2 separate regions of the Gossypium hirsutum genome follow, and region 1 is linked to region 2. Evidence: chromatin contacts called from public Hi-C data. All regions are on one chromosome and are shown on one strand. The core of a region is the stretch at or near the end of the contact, and the rest is flanking DNA. Distances in the headings are between cores, read along the strand shown. Region 1 overlaps LOC107951155 (ubiquitin-conjugating enzyme E2-17 kDa). Region 2 holds the start of LOC107952073.

Region 1 (2,743 bases), core at 142-2,641, 790 kb after region 2:
GTGGGCATTGTATTCCTAAGGCCTTACTTGTATTTTTTTTGTAGGTCTGTAACTCATTTATCTTTTTTTGTTATGTTGACTATTTTGATATACGATGATATTGGAGCTCCACATATTTTGTATAACTACTTTTATTACTATTTTCAGTATAACTATGTATGGTATTTTCTCTTATATAAAATGTATTTCAATGTTTTAAAATTATCTGAAAATTTTGTTGGGTTACTCCGGTGACCTGATGTAGCGCCTTAGTATTCGAGTACTCCGTATTCGGGATTAGGGTGTTACACAACCGATTTTGTGCAATTCACTCAAAAGTCAATTCAACATGTTGTTCAAACAGATTTACCAATTGATTACTGCTTGTGGTCCAACAAGCATGATAAAATGCTTATTCATAAACTTGACAAATACAACCAATCATTCAACAAATTTAAAATAAACAAGAAAAAATTTATTTATACATCAAAAAATTAGATCATCCCATAAGCTATACCAATTATTCATTATATTAATTAAGAAATAACAAAATATTATTTTTTCTATATTAATATTTATATATATTATAGTTAAATTTAATTTTATCAAAATCGTATTTGAATTGAAACAATGTATAGTTTTAGGCTAATTCAAATTTATTGACTATTTGTCGGTTTGTACACAATATTCTTATCAGTAAAAATAAAATTAATTGAAATGTATAGGTACAATCAATATAAATCCAAATTTTCAATTACAACACTACATATCAACCAATACAATTGGTACTGATACCACTACCGAGTTAATTAGTATGAAATAAATTCAAAGATGAAGAAAATCATCATGATCATGATGTGGAAGGTTGAACGAGAGGTGGGCGAGTGATGTCAATCCAACGGGGCCAGCATGATGTTTTGGAATGATGATCCGATGTTAAATTTAATTTTATAACCATACTTCACCTTTTTGAAAGACATTAAAAACATTAATTCTTGAATGACTAAACCAGAATTTTGTTTTAAATAATAACAAGAACGTGAAAAGCGCAGATGAAGCTGATCATCTGCTAAAGTGGGGGATTGTGGGCATGCTATTTCAGATTTATAGGGATGGCCTAGGTTTTTCCCTAGGATTTTTCCATGGAAAACTATGGACACGACTTTAGCAAAGTCTCAGTTTCTCCATTCCTTAAATCTCCAGTTTAGAATATAAAAAGGTCTAACCAAATTTTTGGCCTCCAATGGTTTCCTCAGTACCACATGTATCTGTAATCTGCTGGCAAAAAGGACAAATAACTATGATGTGCACCTTCATGATCATATCAAGAGGGAGAGAAACTTAAAATGGGCTCTATTGCATGCCTATGAATACATACTGTGTACCAATGCAATGGGTTTGGTCAAATTTTGGATATTGCCTTATGTCTGGGCTCGCATACCTTTACCGATCAAAGCCCACCACGTATATATATAAGAGATTAGGGTTAGCATTCCGTTTTATAAGTAGTTAAAACAGGTTAAATCTATTAGTTATTTTTCATAACTTTAACAAGATTTTAATATATATTATTTTATGTTTTAAATATATTTATGATATTAAAAATTTTATCACACATGTGAAAACCACGTAGTTTAAAACATAAATTGAAAATAGTATACAATAAATAATAAAATATATAGATATTAAAACATGCAAATAAAATTAAGATGTAAAAATCATATTAAAATAAAGTTTTTGTTCAGTGGTAAAAATTAATGTTTTATTGTTGGAAATACCATAAGTTCAAATCCAATCACATGAAAAAAATTTATTGACTTTTTAAAAAAAAATAAAATATACAAATATGTAACAAATATTCTTCTTAAAGTTTCAAATAAAAACTAAAACTTATTTTAATTCAAATGGTAAAAAAAAAACTGTACACTAAATATTGGTTCAAATCTTATTATGAATAATTTTTTTATAGTTTTATAGAAAAATAAAAAAGTTAAAAACGTTCATATAACTTAGCTTGTAAATAAATGATTTTTCTAGTAATTTTCTAATTAAATTAAATCACAATTGATTAATAACACCAATTCAATGAAAAAACTTTATAAATAATATACATTAATAAATATATAAGATTTTAGTCTTTTTATTTCGCATCCTTGAAAAAAAAAGATTGGATTTACTAGACCGATAAATCGCTTAAATCAATAGTTTGAGTTGTTTTTTAACCGAATTGGCCGATTGCTCTCCTACGAGATTAAACTTCTACACCTTTTTGGTAACGTCTTCTACAAACAGGATGTTTATTCGTCATTTTAAGCATCAAAAGATTCCAGTTTCAACACGCACACCAAAGGAAAGGTCTTTAAAGCTTTCAGTAATAATGGCAAGAACACCAGGGCTTCGGTAGACTGGAAACGAGAGGGTATTAGAAGAGTTGGGGGGGCTCTTTTTTTAGTTTCAAACATAATTTTCCATACAAACAAGCAGGGCTTGGTCCACTAAATATAGAGGTGACAGTTCACGCATATTTGATTCTTACACATTTTAATTTAAAGACCAAAGTTATTTGGAATGCAGCCCTCCTTTTTACATGCGTAGTAGCACGTTAACCCATCGCATACTTCTGGGTCCAGCTTCGAGCCGTTGTCTCATACTTGCTCTTGTCAGTCTTGTACATGTGGGCAATCTCCGGCACCAATGGGTCATCAGGATTCGGATCCGTCAAGAGTGAGCAGATAGATAGCAATACCTACAATAAAAATAAATA
Region 2 (2,782 bases), core at 142-2,641:
GTGGTGGTGGTGGCATAACCAACTTCTGGGTCTTGTCTTTCTCGGACTTAACTTCCTTATGATCTTCACTATCATCGGGTTTTTCCTTTTCTTCACCATCCATCTTTTCTTTGGCTTCAATATTTGACTTTTCCTGATCCTTTGGCACATTGTTACCTTCTATCTCACCATCTGTATTCCCTTTGTTATCATGTTTTGATTCTTCCAAACCCTTTTGCATGTTATCACCTTCTTTTGCACCATTCGTCTCTCCTCTGGTTTTAAGATTTGATTCTTTCTGACCTTTTTGCTCATTATCACCTTCTTTCGCACCATCTACTGCTCCTTTGGATTCCTGACCCTCCTTATCGCCTTTTCCACCATCTGCCTGTCCTCTGGCTTCAAACTGCGATTCTTCCTTACCCTTTTACTCGTTATCACCTTTTGTATTGTCCACTTTTCCTCCGGCTTCAAACCGCAATTCGTCCTTACCCTTGTGCTCATTATCACCTTTTCCACCATCCGCCTTTCCTCCGGCATCAAAATGTGATTCTTGCTAAGCCTTTTGCACATTATCACCTTCTCCACCATTGGTCTTTCCTCCGGTTTCAACATGTGATTCTTCCCGACCCTTGTGCTCAATATCACCTCCTTGTTCATTGTCTGACTTTCCTTCTGCTTCACTACTTGAATCTTTCCCATCCTTCACCAAATTCTCACCTCCATTTGAACCTGATTGCAGTTTCAAATTACTCTTACTTGTAAAACTCCCAATATCTCATTTTGATCCATTAGTTTGATCTCCTCCATTTCCTTTCAAGTTTTTAATTCCAATTGAATCTGAAACAGATTTAGAATTACCATTTTCTTTCACCGGTTCCACTGTGCCATCTAATTTCTGATTTAAACCAGTCTGTTCATTCCCCTAAAAAGGAAAAATCAATGAGAAATTTTATTTGATCCCATGAATGAAATTAAACAATTTAATCAACATTCTCCGTTTTAAAAAAAAAAACTCACCTTTGGATCAGAACTTGAGCAATCGACAACAACTAGCAGTAGAAAAAATCCCGTCAAAGAAACATAATTTCTTTCCATATTTAACATAAACCCAATTTTTGTGCTAGAATAAGAACCTTTTCATCACAGAATTAATCAAAAGCAACCTCAAAACAGTCTAAATACATATGAAGAAGAAGAAGAGGTTGAAGGTTTCTAACCTTAAAAAGGAGACCTTTTTTTGTACACTAATTTGGACAGCTTCCACATTCACCACTTCCAAACTTGAAATACTTGATTTTTCATCAATATTTTAGAGAAAAAAGAAGAAGCTCAGACATACAAGGGTAGATTAAAAAAAAAAAAGTCAGAATAGGAACTGGGGGAGAAAAAAAAGGGAGACTTTGAACCGAGAAAGGAAACGGTGGCGTTTAGGAGTTATAATATAAACGGAACAGAGTTCCAAGGATATAGGTTGCATAATTGACATTTGTTTTGGATCGCATCGCAAATCTTCTTTTCCTGTTTCTGAAGCAACGTTAATTATTAATAACTTTTTTAATTTACGAATTTTTTTATATTTTTATAGCACGTGTGAACACAAAACCAACAACATTAGTCATGTATCAATATAAGTAAGATATTCAAGTTTAGGTATTAATTATCTTTAAAACAAATTTAGATTTATGCTTTTTTGCATATATAATATAAAAAAAAATTCTAAAATGGTAACCAACTGAATTATTTACGAAAATGGTATATCAGGGATGGTAGAGGGTGGTGCATAGGTGGCACCACCTCTATTTTCAGACTTCTCTAACTGATAGTGAAAAAAACACTTTTTTAATAGGTGAGTATAAATACAAAATAAATATAAAATGAAAATGAACAAAAAGAAAAATCGAAAAAATTGGGTGAAGGGTGGGTGCCAGGCGACACTGGTGAAGCCCTCTTGACAGGTGGCATCGTGTCAACCCTAATTCCCTCGACTACTGCGTCGTGATGGGACGAGACCCTTAAGGTCTTGTGAAATTGGGTTTGTGGGACCTTATAACCATGGTCCCTCAAAGTGAAAAAGAAAAAAAAAGAAAAAAGAAAACAGATTAGATCAAAAGAGAAGAGAATGAGAAGAAGGAAAAAAACAGAAAAAAAGATTTACAAAATAGAGAAGAGCCGGAAAAAAAAACATTTGTTAAGGATTTGAGGTTTGAACAAAAGGATTTTGTTAGAGTTTAGGGTTTGAATAAAAAGGCGATTACAGGGTTTTTTTATTAGGGTATAGAAAAAAAGAATTAAGGGGTTTTTTTTAAGGTTAAAAAGGATTAGAGAGTTTTGTTTAGGGTTTGAAAAAAATATAAAAAAAGATCAAAAGAGAATTTTGTTTAGGATTTTAACAAAAAATATCAAAAAAGGTAATTTTTTAGTATTCATAAAATATTCGTTTAGTTCAGTGTTTATTGTGATTTATAAGTTATAAATGTTAATTTTTGTTGTTTTTGAATTTTTGGACAAATGTTTTTGATTTATTGATAGTTTGATTTTTTTTAAAAATTATTTTTGTAAGGTACTATTTTTGTTTGAAAGAAAGTGTGGAGGTTTGTTTCTGTTATATTTTTTTATTAACATTTTTTTGTTTATTATTAGATGCAAATAATAACATATAGTCCAATTAGGTTTATTTTGTTTTGATAATTTATGTTATTTTAACATAATTTTTTTTATTTTTTATGTAAGTAAAATATAGGACCATTGAGTTAGAATTTATGAGATATTTTTTATTTTGTTAATTACTAAACCAGTATAA

Evidence for each region. A called contact is a pair of places that touch in the nucleus more often than the background predicts.
Region 1: a contact with region 2 is called in a Hi-C map of leaf, with 2.8 times the contacts expected there. The contact joins the enhancer-like site here to the promoter of LOC107952073 in region 2. A contact is called at or near these places in 2 of 34 Hi-C or Micro-C datasets (callus and leaf).

The regions. Positions count from the first base shown.
Region 1 is chrA02:47,858,095-47,860,837 of Gossypium_hirsutum_v2.1, forward strand. It overlaps LOC107951155 (ubiquitin-conjugating enzyme E2-17 kDa), which reads right to left. Exons shown (of 5, transcript XM_016886088.2): 5 at 2,400-2,725. The coding sequence ends at 2,582. Among protein-coding and RNA genes, the nearest start is that of LOC107951155, 4.3 kb to the right of the region's middle. Within about 2 kb of position 1,392, at least 7 of the 9 cell types and tissues checked have an H3K27ac peak or open chromatin away from gene starts, as enhancers often do. A contact at or near this core is called in leaf, where this site is marked.
Region 2 is chrA02:47,068,743-47,071,524 of Gossypium_hirsutum_v2.1, forward strand. It overlaps LOC107952073, which reads right to left and starts at 1,392. Exons shown (of 4, transcript XM_041085612.1): 1 at 1,200-1,392; 2 at 1-892. The coding sequence starts at 220.